2 separate regions of the Mus musculus genome follow, and region 2 is linked to region 1. The links are chromatin contacts, called in public promoter capture Hi-C maps. All regions are on one chromosome and are shown on one strand. The core of a region is the stretch at or near the end of the contact, and the rest is flanking DNA. Distances in the headings are between cores, read along the strand shown.

Region 1 (7,207 bases), core at 2,081-4,580:
AAATGGAGCAGTGATCCAACCCTGGCTGAGTTACCTCAGAGACATGAGCTCACATCCTTGGCATCCCACACAGGGTAGCTGTTGTGTGAGAGCCAGTGGAAGGGGAATGGCCGGTGGCGGCGGCATTAGAAAAGCATCCTGGGAGGTCTATGGGTGTGGAGGAGTACAGAGCTTTGGCGATGACCAGGACAGACCTCAAGTGCGCATATTTTAGGGTGCACTCGGAAAGCTGTGAAAGAGGGTCACGGCCACACTTCATAACAGCAGGGTAAGCTGAAGACGTTTCCTCTCAAGACTGCCCGCTTCTCCCTGGTTACTCTTTAGCCATGGCTATTGTGAAGAATGGGGCCTCTTCCCAGGGGATGAACGCATTTGGCCAAACCTCTTGTCTCTTCCAGAGAGCAAAGGCCTGTCTGTGCTGAAAGGTGAACACCCACCACTGACCCTCGAGACTCCAGCCAGGACCTGGTCTCATAGAAAACTATATATTTTTTTAAAAAATTAAATCGAATTAGAAAACCAAAAGTCCAAGTGAGTGTTCTTCCTCCAAAGAAGAATTTGTGAGCAAAACCAACGGCCTTGTGGCAGGTTCTTCACCACATCTGACAAAGACTCTTCTCTTCCCAGAGGCTGCCCTTGGCCTCTCTGTGAGGGTTGAATGTATTTAATTAGAAGTAATTTTTGGAAATGAAGGAAAAATATTAAATTATCTGGTCCAGAGCAAAACAAAGGACCCTGATTTCAGCTATCCATCAAGAGTTGACATCGAGGGTAGTGCATTGCTGTAACTCAAATGAAAATATCCCACTTAAAAGCACAATGCCCTCATCCACGCCATCGTTATAGGAAACCATTAAGGCATTTGCTCAGCACTGTGTGCTGGGATCATGCTGTATAGTTATTTTGATTGCCCAGCAAACCCTGCTGAGGCAGGCCCTCCGCTACATCTTAAACCAAAGCGGAGAGAGGAGATTAAGTTACTTAGGTTTTCGAGAGAATAAATGAGTGGACCAGAGTGAGACCTCGGACGATAAAGGCAACTGTTTTAATCTACCCACCCATCACGTTAGAAATTTATTCACTGTATAAAACGTTACTTAATATGGGCCTAGACCTTGTATATGAATCACTGCTGTGGTTTGACAATGTTCCTTCTGAAAGGAAAGTGCTGAAATTTAGTCCCCATTAAAAGATTCTAAGAGACAGGATTTGCAAGGGCTGAGGCTCTGCCTTCATGAGGGAGTGGCTCTCCATCCTATGATTAAGAGTGTAGAATGTTATCTGAATGTGGGTATCCTATGAGGGAGTCAGGCCAGCTCTCTCTGGCCATGCAGCACCTTACAGCATTCCAGGACTCATTCAGGAACAGGGCCATCGCCAGATCAGCCCCTCAACCCGGACCTAGAACTACAAGCCAAAATAAACCTCTTTTCTTTATAATTTGTCCCGTCTGCTGGTATTGTGCTATCAGCAACACCAGACAGACTAAGGAAATTACACTGTTGGGTAAATTTTAAAAACCTCTGAAGAGTGCTAAAAGCCTCTAAAACGGCTAAGCCAATGTATCTGAAAAGAGAGGGCCTCACTGTGCTGTTCAGCAAAGCTGCAATGGCTGTAAGTCAGTCCACAGACTAAGGGCACTCCAGGGAGGAGGGCACGCAGGAATCTAGGTCCTCCTCAGCTCACTGAGTGGGTTCCAGTACCCCAGTGTAGAGAGGAGCAGATGAGGGAGCCAGGCTGTCTTCCTCAACGCTGGACCAAGTTACTGTGCTGTCCTTCAGCCCGTCTCTCCATGGGCATCACCCTGTGGCGTCTATGGCTGAAGCCAGACCCATTGCAGCCCTTGGTTCCCTTGCAGAGCACAGTCAGTCCCCTATTCCAAGACTGGCTTCAGTTTGATTTTCAGGTCTTTGTTTTGAATTTTGGATTAAAATGTTAGTGGTAGTTCTGTCCAATTTTTGCTTGGAATAGATGATATGTCACCTCATAAGTATGTTGTGGCCTCACATTTTCTTACCACCATATTATCTCCAAAGTCCTTGCATACATTGTTCATCTCATCTGCTTCTGGTGACAGAAGAATCTCTGATGGTCAAGGGGACCACTGTTCCTCCATTTCATTTGCTTAGGAAGCTGGGAAGCAAAACCTTCTGCTGAGGGAGGATACATCATGACGGCCCAGTCCCTGACCCTGCCTGTCACAAAGGATTGAAGTGGCGTGTGCCTTACCACTGGTACTGTTCTGGCCAAATGTCAAAGTCAAACCTCATCTTTTTCTTCCTGTCTTCTTTTATCCTCTTTGTGTCCCCCCTTCCTCCCCCTCCCTCTTCTCTCTCCCTCCCTCCCCCTCTTTGTCTTCCTTCCTTCCTTCCTTCCTTCCTTCCTTCCTTCCTTCCTTCCTTCCTTCCTTCCTTCCTTCCTTCTCTCTCTCTCTCTCTCTCTCTCTCTCTCTCTCTCTCTCTCTCTCTCTCCCTCCCTCCCTCCCTCCCTCCCTCCCTCCCTCCCTTCCTTCCTCCCTTCCTTTTTGAGACAGGGTTTCTCTGTATAGCCCTGATTGTCCTGGAACTCACTCTGAAGACCAGGCTAGCCTCAAACTCAGAAATCTGCCTGCCTCTGACTCCCAAGTGCTGGGCCACCACTGCCGGGCTCTTTCTTTCTTAATAATGGTGAATCAGTGATGGTCCTGGCTTCACCCTGTCTGGATTTGCGTAGGAGGGGGGAGGGAGGAGGGAGGGAGGGAAGGAGGGAGGGAGGAGGAAGGGAAGGATTGAGGGAGGGAGGGAAGGAGGGAGGGAGGGAGGGAGGAGGGAGGGAGGAAGGAGGGAGGGAGGAAGGAAGGAAGTTGAGACAGAGCTGCCATGCCTGAGTCTGAGCACGGGGTTAAGCTCTGCCATTCTTCATATGCAGAGAACTGGGTGCTGGGAGATCTTCACACCCTAATTTAGGTAGTAGGATTTATTTATTTATTTATTTATTTATTTATTTATTATCAGCCACAAGACAATTCTAAAACAAACGGTAAGAGAAGATGGAAGTGAACTTGAAATGGTGTGAAAGAGTTGTCACTAAATGTTCGGGACTATTAAATGACTTCCCTTGGTGGTAGTGGGCACAAGTGTAGAGTGTCACGGTCTTGCTCTTACATATTCATAAGACAGGATTGCCAGTGGAGCAAACAAACCTATGGCTGGCTCCAGACGGCTGGCTCCAGACGGGCACCAACAGCGACTTAACTTACTGATTGGTCAGAGCTCTGACTTCCACTTTGCATCCTTGGCTTCTGCAGACAACTTTGACCTCGTTCTGGAAGGAGGTCGCATTTGGCAGGCTTGCTGAGCTCCTTGTCAGAGCCTCTCTCAGGCTGGCTGCCAATAACCCTCCCAGTTACTGTGTTGTAAGTCTGAGGAAAGTTGTTTTGGGTCATCGCCCAGGGCCTGATGCCCCAGTTGTTGACACATATGTCACAATCTTTATATCGCTTTATAGAGCTAAAATTACACATCACGAGGAGTAGAGAATTTACTCTCTCTGCAGTTGTAGCAATTCTGTAGTCTGGAACCTTAAACGCAATGTTCCCTTTATAAATAAAAATTTAAAACCTTCATGTCTACTATGTTTGGAAAGGCAGAAATGGCTGGCCCCACTAACTTCTATCCTGTCTGTTTGACTTGCATAATTTGGGTGAGTTTCTGTTTCCTGAGAACACATGCCCTCATTAAATCTCTGGGCATTTGGATACTGCTAGAATTCCAATATGTTTAAAACAAAATCAAGCGTCACCTGTCCACATTGTGAATGTGACACTGCTGCCCACAGAACCTTGAGTTTTCCTGGGAGATTTTCATCCTTGTGTTTAAGGCAGCCTCTCACATGTTTTGTTTTGAAAAGTGTGACGTCCAATCAGAAAGGAGATGTGTATTTAGCAAGGAGGTAGAAGAAGGTTCCATAGGAACAGGGTGAGAGGGAAGAAAAAGAACAAAACAATCTCCATTAGCCTTTGCCGCAGGGTCTCGAGCTATTCTTAATCTTGACAGCAGGATTAATGAGGGGAAAACAGTCCCCAGAAGAAATGTGGTCAGAGGCGCTGACCTACCCTCCATCCCCTCACGCCAAGAGGGACCGAGTCTAGAGAAAATTTCCCCTGTGAGGGTTACTGGGAAAACAAGTCTTTGGATCTTGGTAAACACTCATCGACCTTGGGAGCAAGCAGCCTGGGGTCAAAGCATAACAGAGCCTCAAGGCTGAGGAAGAACCTTCTGGAAGGCTTCGGGAAGATCACCTATAACTTTATGAGACAACGTGGAGCCCTTACAAAGCTGTGCTGGGTAGAGCCAACCTATGGTCCGTGGCAGGCGGAGCCCTTTGTGGGCAGAGCCCTTCGAAGGCGGAGCTTCCAGCTGGGGCCCTGGGAAAGATGTCAGGAGAAAGCAGAACTTGGAAAGTCTTGGAGGAGATGGGTACAGGGGATAGGAGAGTGGGAAAGAGGTATTGGAATGACAGGAACGGGGAGTGTTGTAGTGAGTTGTAGCAGTTAAGATGCAAAATCTGCGGGCAATGGTAGTATACACCTTTAATCCCAGCGCTTGGGCGGCAGAGGCAGGTGGATTTCTGTGAGTTTGAGATCAGCCTGGTCTAGAGATCTAGTTCCAGGACAACCAGGGCTATACAAAGAAACCCTGTCTCAAAATAAATAAATAAATAAATAAATAAATAAATAAATAATTTTTTTTAAAAAAAAGGAAAAACTCTCTTCTGTATGCTCTTCTCACTTAGATTGTCTAGAACCCACCCTTCACAAAAGGTGGAAATGCTCAACAGAGACTGTACAGGACAAGAAAGCAGCCATTTCCCAGGCTAAGGTCAGACTCTCCTACATAAAAACATGCACATAAGGGCATGGCTTGTTTCTCTGAAGTCAGAGATGTGAGAAAATACACTGAAGGTGACTTCAAATCAGTACCTCCATAAAAATGTATTTTGTTTACAATTTATACACCCAATTCCTCATTGTCCATCAACATCTAAGTAGTGGGTAGATGCCTCAGTGATAGGAACACCTCACGTTATGAGCTGAACAGTCTCATGTCAACTTGATATAAGCTAGAGTCAGCAGAGAGGAGGGAGCCTCAACTGGGAACTGTAGATCAGGCTGTAGGCAAGCGTGTAAGTTGTTTTCTTAATTAGCGATTGATAGGGAAGGGCCCAGCCTATTGTCGTTGGGGTGGCCTTGGGTTGATGGTTCTGGGTCCTATAAGAAAGCAGGCCGAGCAGGCAGGAGAGCAAGCCAGCGAGCAGCACCCTCCATGGCCTCCGCATCAGCTCCTGCCTCCAGGACCCTGCCCTGTTCGAGTTCCTGTCCTGACTTCCTTGGATGATGAACTGTGATGTGGATAGAAGAGATGTGTTTTGGTCATGGCGTCTCATCGCATCAGTAGAAACCTTAAGATGCATTAAAAGTTTTTTTTTTCCATATTATTTATCCTGTGGGGTAGTCAAAGTGTTCCCAGTTTTTATTCTTGCTAATAAGAGTTTTCTGAAAAGCCAGAACGATGTAGTAAGACTGAATTCAAGCTCGGGAGGTTTCCTGGTTCCCAGTTTAAAGCTAGCCCATCCATTTTACCACACCTTCTCCAACAAGGCCACACCTCCTAATAGTGCCACTTCCCATAGGCCAAGCAAACGCAAACCACCACAGGGACTACCATCATTTTTACAGCTCTGTGGAGGACGAGAATTAACAGACAATATTGGGAAAATACTTCTGCGTCACGGTAACTGACAAAGGCCTGTTTCCCCAGAGAATAACTAGGGAAGGAAAAGAAATGGACCCAGACTTAAAATGACGAGAGTATAAATTTTAAAAAGGATATATACCCCTTCCCATAAAAGGGATATGGTCATTTGATAATTAGAAAAATGATTCTATTTTTAATTCTTTAAGTGGCAAAAGCAGCCAGTTACAGTAAACTAAGGTAAAGAGTGATTAGAGATTTTAAATGGCCATTTTTACCAAGATTGGTCTCTGAATCGTATAACCTTAGGTTCGGGGAAAGCTAACGTATATAGTGTGACGCTGCCACCTGCCCTAGGAGAACATTAAGATGAGGATTCGTGACTTAAAAATCAAACCGCAATTGCGGTAGAGCATGTGGAAAGTATTTAAAGCAGAAGGAGTTTGTCTAGGAGCCTCTTACAGCCTAAGCCGGAGTCCCTAACCCACAGGGAGCTCCGGGAAATCTTGGGCAAGAAGCGCAGGAAGGCCCAGGACTTTCCGTCATTTGTTCTCTTCTGTCTGGGGCCTTGGCTGGTTCTGTGCAGTTAACAGCCATCGCATAGCCGTAGACTCAGCAAGAAAAGCTCAAAGAAGGGTTAGAACTTTCTAGCGCAGGAGGAGGCTGTGCAGGCCCCGCTGCAGAGGCTGAGGCTCTGTGCTCGGAGACTTCAGTTAGTGGCTGGTTTCCATCATCAACAGGATAACAAACGGCTGATGCGCTCTGCTCTGCTCTGCGTTTACTCTGCCTTGGCCCCCAAAGTTGCTACTTAAGCTTCCCATCTTGGAAAGCTCTGAGGCTGAGGCCCAGGAGAAATTTTGTAAGTTCAGGCCCTCCCTCTTCCGGATTGCTGGAGTCAAGTCTCCTCCCATCTCAGGGATTCCAGGGCACCAGTGCCCAGGATGCTGCCAAAGGCACTGGTCACCTCACACTGTGTCTGATTCTCCCACTGCAGGCTGGTAAATGAGAGCAGGAAGCAGCAGGCCTACTTTGGGGGGAAAAATCCCCCTTATGGCCCAGGGAGTAAGTCTGGAGAAATTCTCACTGACTCAGCTATGCAAGATACCCAGTAGTGTCCCAATTATAACAGCCTAATGGCCGCTACGGACGTCTTCCTATCACTTGGCCAGTGGTATTTGTGTTCTCAGCATTTTTAATTAGCAGAGATGCCACCGCTGCAGAGGACCACATATAACCCAGAAAAACTGTCAGGGGCACACTATAAAAATTGAGTATGTGTCACCAGTAGATTTAGATTCTTCAGGTTAATATTATTTTTGCAATTAGGTAGTGAACTGGCATTAATTTACTCGTGCTGTGTGATTAGGTTAATTTACTCCAGAAAAGCTTACATTTCCAGAATTAAAAATGGTGGCCATGTCTTCTCACGATCCATCAAAGTCGCAGCTGTGCCATAGAAACCCGGCCATTTTGTA
Region 2 (7,207 bases), core at 1,308-3,807, 660 kb before region 1:
ATTTATTTTACAGGGAAAGAAGAGATGGGCAGCCTTCTTATCAGAACTTTACACCTCTTCACAGCCATATGTCAGCTGGGGTGAGGTCTGCCCTGTCACCCCCAGGTCCTGTAAAGAGCTGGAGCTAGGGTCACCTTCCTCTCTCTGATATGTCCATACATCACTCTTTTGAGTTGTCAGAAGCAGGGTGGACAAGCAGTGCGTGTTCAGGAAGTAGCTTTCCTGGGGCCTTCCTACTGTGACATATGGGAAGGAAGCGGGCCTGACTCTAGACCTGGACAGGAAGGCAGGAGCAGGTTGCTGTAGAAGGTTTGGGTTTGCCTTTTTTTTTTTTCCTTGACAGAAAGGAAACAAGACAAAGTCATTAGTTGTTAGCCCTCTTGCCCTATAAAATAGAGTTGTAAAACATGGCAGCAAGCAAAGCCCAGGCACTCTATGCTTGATAGTAAATTAGGTATCTGTTTTTAAAGTTCTGAATCATGATGCTTCTGCCAAGAGCATGCATGTTTCTTTGTAAAATGTCTATGCAGGTAGAGAGGGTAGAAACAGATAGTAGATAGACCTTCCACAGGCACAAGTGAGCATGCCTCAAATGTTTGCCTTTGAGGGTAGGGGGAAAAGAGTTTTTCTCAAAGGAATCCAGTAAGTTGATGAGCTTTTCATGCCATAGCCACAAGATACTGCAATGTCTGTCTCTTGTGCCACAGAGCTCTTTCAAGCCATCATTCAATGCCTTCGCAAAGCAAGCCGTCAGGGACTCTGTGCTTGCCACTAGGAGCACTGAGCTGACAAGAGTGTTGCTTTCTGCCTAGCATCTCATCTTGTGAACTTCTAACCTCGCTCAAGAATTTGATGTATATTTTTTACATTGACTAATTTTGCAGGAAGAGACTCAGTGTTGCAATGTAAAATCTAAAGGTAAAGCTGAGTTCATCTTGTCTCCTACAAGTCGCTTCACATTCACTCATCTTACAAAGGTCATGTATATTTATAGGTATATAGATGGGCCCGCTTGATGTTTTTAACAATATAAAAATCTGCTGTCCTTTCTAAAACACTTTTCAGGCTTGCAGTACTTAGGGAAAGGGTCTCTGGTGTCGGCATCATGCTTCATTCATTGTCAACATGCCTTTTATAATCTTGTGTTTGTGGACTATCTGGCGGTTACTTGCTTAATTTGTACTTTGGTAACAATCCTGTTAGCTTTGCCAAATATGTATTTTTATAAAAATTTAAAAGCTCATTGTGTACATTTTTCAAAGGCTAGCTAACTTTCCTTTTTAAACCTTCTTTCAAAAGTAATTCATGCCCCTCAGGACAGCACACATAGCAAGGTGACATTTTGTGTGTAATTTTCAAAATATTGACTGTGGTATAGATAGAATGGTGTTAACATGCCGAGTAAAGACAGCGAAACCACATTATCTGTGCTTGTGAGTGTTCCATAGTCTACAGAATGCCTGCCTTTCTTGGGGCCAGGGATGGTTCTCAGCAGGAAGGCATTCTGACTAGCCTACTCGAGGCTCTGCATCTGCTATCCCTGTGCCACAAAGCAAAGCAAAGTCATGTCCTGTGGGTTATCTCCCCGAGCACAGGCAAAGACTGCTAGTGTTTGTGAGCCTTCTGTGCTTTCAAAGCTGTTTTTGTACATGAGTTTTGTCTATGTGTGTTTAGAGCCACTCCATTTTAGAGATAAGCTATAGGAGCTTCCTGCTTTCCACAAATAAGATCACTCCTGATTCTTTTTGTCTGGCATGCTTTCCGGGGAGGCAGCTAGCACACACACTGCTGGCCTTCCCCTCACTGTAGATGCCCGCTCTTCACTTAGAACGCCAGTCATAGACGCACAGATGGCACACAGAGTGCTCCTCAGCGGTGCTCACTGTCCATGGGACCGACCGTCCGTCATTTTTTGGACTCCATCATCATCAAGATTACAGGAGGCACAGTTGAAAATGTGTCTTTCCCCGGCTCTGCTGAATCCCTGGCTCTTCCCTGACTTCCTTGCAGCAGTGAGGTTTAATGGAATGCCCCTGATGCACATCTAGGGAGAGATGCATCTTGTACACCGTGGGGGTCTCTCCCCTTGCTGCTCCTGTAACTCCCATTAGTGTTAATGGGAGTCTCTCCAAGTGTATCCAGGGAAAGAGAAACCAAAGTGGTAAGAATGTGTATTTAAAATCACTGGATACTTGGGGTTTTTTGTCCTTTCTTTCCTCCCCCTACTTAAAAAAAAAAAAAACAAAAAACAAAACAAAAAACAAACAAAAAACATGTTAATTGAAAAGTACTGTGAGAAGGTCTGAACCAGAGGAGGGCCCGGACAGCTGGGACCTGGGATCCCACAGCTCCACCAAAAACTTTGACCTCAGTTTTTCAGCCAAAGTTTGTTTCTTCCACGTCTTCGGACCAAGCCTAAGGCCTGAGCAGCGTGGGGAACAAGTTGGGGGGTGGGGGAAGGGCTACTGGGGAAACTAGCTATTTAGACCTTCTTTGACTTGGCTAGAACTGTGTGGCAGGCCTCACGTGTGAGATGATGTCATCCTGTCTGCTCTAACTCCTTGACTTTCAAGCTGACACTGAGAGACCACATGGGGTGCAACATTTGACCCAATTAGCAGTTGATTTAATCTGACAGGAATGTTTCAATTCTAAATCTCTATTTGTCTAAATAAGTGGTTTTTAAAGGAAATCAGTCACTTTATTATTAAGTGATTTTTAAAAAAAAAAAAAAAGAAAGAAAGAAATGGTCAATGCTTGGAGGTATCTGGCCAGCTGGAGTGCCCTCTAGTGTCTGTTTACAGAATGTATTTAATATATGCCTGGGGGCTGGGGGAGGATGTGATAGGGGTGGCCACAAGCACTATTAGCTCCTGGTTGGATTCTGGGGCTTGCACATGCCCCTGCTGGTTTTAGTGCTCTGAGCCCAAGTGCTACTACAGTGGAGAGGCCAATACAGGGTCGGTCTCTCTCTCTCTCTCTCTCTCCCTCTCCCTCCCTCCCTCTCCCCCCTCCCTCTCTCCCTTCCTCCCTCCTTCTTCCTCCTCCTCCTCCCCTCCCCCAATCCTATCATGCCGCTCCTATTGTCCCTCTCTTTCCATCCTAAAAAATAAAAATTAACAGAGGATTCTGTTAGGTTGTATTTTCTAGTCCTTGTTTATTTTCTCACAAATTTAAGTGAAACGGTGCATCCCACAAATACTTAGATTCCATGTTATTCAGATTCTCCTTTTTAAAAAATGTTAAAGACATTAAGGAGAATTTAAATCTCCTAATAAATTAATACTTTGTGGAGATCAACACTATGCTGACTGTACTAATGTGGCCGTTTGTATTGAGGTTGCCAAGACGCCTCTTGTTTAAAAGTGAGATGACAAGCCTGATCCAGCATCCATGTCCACGTTATCCCGTGGATTCAAAGCTGACATTGCAGCGATGGAAGCTGTCAGCACATCTGTGTTCCGCCTGGCTAGTGAATACACGGGCATTTTGTGTCTTATTGATATAACTTGCAGTCTTTTTTCCTTAACTCATCAGAACTCAATTATCACGAAATTAAAAACAGGAAACAGTTCTCTTGTGTAACAAAAGCATCCAGCGTATTTAACTGTGTGCTGTGTTTTAGGAGCCACATTGTGTGAGTGACAAAGCATACATTATCCAGTTACTGTGGTATTACGGAGCGACGAGCACTAAATAATCAATCAGTTAATGGTGTGTATGGCAGTTTGAGCACTTCACATCCATTGTGCTTATGCCAGGAGAAGGATGAACTGATAACGCCACTGTGGGAGCCTAATGTCCTAGACCTGACGAACAAAAGTCTGCATTAGCAATTTCACAGCTGCAAAAGTATTTTAGAGACAACTTTGAGAGACTTTGGATACAAATGCTTTATATTTGAGTATTAAAGTATGCTATTATTATTATGCTCTTATCAAGTGTTCTAAACTCCATGAAATTGTTACTTCAGATATGTCCAATCTGTCCCTTAGATATTCTGATGGTACAGTAAGACCAGTTGCTCTTTAAACACATAGCGAGTGAGCTTAGGACTTTCCATTAAAAATGAGCAGAAGCACCTTGCTATTTGAGAATGTAATTGCTACAGGTTATAGATTACAGATAGAAGTGGAGGGGGCCATGAAAAACCAAACCTTCTGAAACAATCTTCATGAGCATGCTCAGGAGTAGTTGCAGGTTCACTAAGATGTACCATGATCCAGGCCAGGGCTTCTTTCTTGGCAATCTAAAATGGTTCTTTAATTTCTTTTGATTCAAGCCTTAACCCCAAGTCTCTCTCTCTTTTTCCTAGGAGATAAAAGCACTGATTACGCTAATTTTTACCAGGGTCTGTGGGACTGCACTGGAGCTCTGTCTGATGAGTTGTCCTTTAAGCGTGGTGATGTGATTTACATTCTTAGCAAGGTAAGAAAGTTACCCCCCACCCCACCCCACAAATGACAGCTGTCAACGGGAAATACACAGCTCAGTTCTCCTGCATTTAAATTTACAACACAAGGGAAAAATGCCAGTTGGAATTCTTCTAGGTCCTAGTTAACAATTGGAAGTTCACAATAATTAATTATTTTGTCAAGTGAACTATAATCAGAATTTAAACACAATCAGATAACAGGATTCAACTTAGCCGTGTGTTTACCTGTCACTCTAGCCCTTGGCAGGCATCCACCTACTGCCTTATCCAGAAACAATATACTTATGTGAAAGTTAACATTGTAAGGTATTAGGTTATTAATTATGTTTTTCTTGCTTCTTCCTCCTTATTCTTCTGTGTGCTTATTCTGAGTTTGCCTGCCATTCTCCAGTAGAAACATTGTGTTTATAAAAAAAGGTTTTCATCTTTGTGTAAACACATTGGGTGTTCCAACAATTTAAAGGCTCTATATTCAGACAAGTTGAGGTAATTTTTTAAAGTTTAACACACTATATTTGTAATTGCAGTACCAAAGTATATTGCCACAAACTCATCTTTATGTACATGAGAATCGTGTCTTTGCTTTTTAAGACACTGCACTGTAGAACCTGTCTGCTCCAGACATCAGTTTCTGATGCAGTGTTGGAACTCTCTTAATTTTCACTCTGAAGTTTTTCCTACTGTACTATAGGGATTTTTAAAAATGTTTTTAAGCTTATCTTAGCACCAAATCATGAATGAAAATGACTTAAATATAAGCAGGGAAATGTTATATAGGTCATAAGTCTAACACTTTATAACCCTAAAATTATTGAGCTGAGAAATATTTTGGATATTTCAGAAAGATGATATGTGTTATTAGATACAAAGAGAATTTGAAAATAATGTCACATTTTGGATTTTAATGTTGGTTGGCTGGCACTGAAAATCTTGACCCAGCTGGTCACAGAATCTTAGAGTGGGCATCTTAATGAAGATTGTCTATTCTTGGTGCAGATAGAGTACATGAGCTAGCTATATTATCTTGACTCCTAGAGTAGTTCATTTCTGTCCCTTCTGCTTAATCCCATCCCATCCCATCCCATCCCATCCCATATAAAGCATGTACAATACCAGGACACATTCTAGACATCAGGAATCCTAAAGAATAATACATAAGCACTTGGAGATTAGTAGGAGAAGTGCGAGAAGGAATATTTACTAATAATACAGATTACGACTTATTGAGAAGCCCAAAGCCAAGGCTGGTTGTGAACTCCAGTCAGCCTCCCAATGGTGGGATCCATGGGTTGCTATGTTATCTTACTGTCATATCCACATGACAGCTTTTGGCTAAGTCTGTTATCAAACATTTAATTGTCCCAAGTTAAAATAGCAGCTTTTAAAGTTAATTACTTAACAGAAATAACACTGTTTGGCCCAGTTCTTATCAGGAAACTTTCCTGAAATTCCTCCCAAATTTACCAAGCTCACTGTTTATTTAACTAATGTAGCTGTGAGTATATAAAATTCAAAGGTTGATTAACTTGTATTTGAAATTTCAGAGTGTAGGGATATGTGGTACAGCACTGTATTCCTTTGCACACGTGGAGCTTGTAAAGCCCACATGGGCTGCTTCTTTTTTTTTAATTTATTTTTTATTAGATATTTTCTTTATATACATTTCAAATGCTATCCCGGATGTTCTCTATACCCTCCCTCCGCCCTGCTCCCCTACCCGCCCACTCCCGCTTCTTGGCCCTGGCAAGAGAGGCCCCTTGGTATTGGGGCATATAAAGTTTGCAATACCAAGGGGCCTCTCTTCCTAGTGATGGCTGACCAGGCCATCTTCTGCTACATACGCATCTAGAGATACGAGCTCTGGGGGTAGTGGTTAGTTCATGTTGTTGTTCTACCTATAGGGTTGCAGACCCCCCTCAGCTCCTTGGGTGCTTTCTCTAGCTTCTCCTTTGGGGCCCCTGTGTTCCATCCTATAGATGACTGTGAGCATCCTCTTCTGTATTTGCCAGGCACTGGCATAGCCTCATATGAGACAGCTATAACAGGGTCCATATGGGCCTCTTCTTAAGGCCCTCTCAATGGTACCTTGGGCTGCTGGAAACTCAGGCAGACAACCCACCCCCACCCCCTCCCCCAGGCAAAGTGGCACGGACTTGTCTCACTTCCGCCATTTCCTGTTCCTGTGAAATTAAAGGTGTAGTCCTAGTGTGCACTGTCCTTCCTGGATGCTGAGGGAGGGTAGAAGTTGAGTTCTCTGAAACCTGTTTAAGACCTGGGGTTAGAGGTAGCCCAGCTCACACGTAGCCTTCACTTCCGTCTGACCATCGTAAATGCTGTTATCTGGGAGAGAACTGGCCTCCTCTTTCAGACCTTTGCAAGGCTCGATGTTCCAACAACATTGGGTTCCTTCCAGAGACAGCATTTTAGTTGGGACTAATTTTGGTTTTTGAAAGAAGAGCCAAGAAAGATGAACGTGTTAGTCACTGTATCTCCCCATAGCTAAATGATTGATACTCACAGTCAGCAGCTGTAAGCCTCAGAGAGCGGTGCATGGTACCATAGAGAGAACAGCCTCCCGGCTCTGCCCCAACGCTGCTGCTGACTTTGCTGGGCTCTCTGCTGGCTTTGGAGGTGAGTGTGTGTGTGAAGATTCCTTCCCACCTTGTACTGTGCAGGTGCAGAAAGAAACACGGGATGATCTCTCACAGGTGCTGTAACCTACGGTTTTGTCCAAACCTGGGTAGACACAGACCTTAAGTTAATACCATAACT

What was found. Capture Hi-C pulls out chosen DNA fragments and counts their contacts.
Region 2: a contact with region 1 is called in a promoter capture Hi-C map of adipose tissue, with 4 times the contacts expected there. The contact joins two enhancer-like sites. A contact is called at or near these places in 5 of 39 promoter capture datasets (embryonic stem cells, hippocampal neurons, liver and 1 more), 2 of 15 datasets of contacts at CTCF or cohesin (the NIH/3T3 cell line and large pre-B cells), 61 of 484 Hi-C or Micro-C datasets (the 3T3-L1 cell line, 3T3-L1-derived adipocytes, B cells and 40 more), 12 of 115 datasets of contacts at active chromatin or transcription factors (PVALB interneurons, craniofacial prominence, embryonic basal ganglia and 9 more) and 2 of 9 other capture datasets (adipose tissue and liver).

Annotation. Positions count from the first base shown.
Region 1 is chr6:51,212,769-51,219,975 of GRCm38.p6, reverse strand. No RefSeq gene overlaps it. Among named protein-coding and RNA genes, the nearest start is that of Gm32403, 9.0 kb to the right of the region's middle. Within about 2 kb of position 3,330, at least 48 of the 459 cell types and tissues checked have an H3K27ac peak or open chromatin away from gene starts, as enhancers often do. A contact at or near this core is called in adipose tissue and stem cell-derived motor neurons, where this site is marked.
Region 2 is chr6:51,871,696-51,878,902 of GRCm38.p6, reverse strand. It overlaps Skap2 (src family associated phosphoprotein 2), which reads left to right. Exons shown (of 13, transcript NM_018773.2): 11 at 4,316-4,428. Among named protein-coding and RNA genes, the nearest start is that of Skap2, 140 kb to the left of the region's middle. Within about 2 kb of position 2,557, at least 61 of the 459 cell types and tissues checked have an H3K27ac peak or open chromatin away from gene starts, as enhancers often do. A contact at or near this core is called in adipose tissue and stem cell-derived motor neurons, where this site is marked.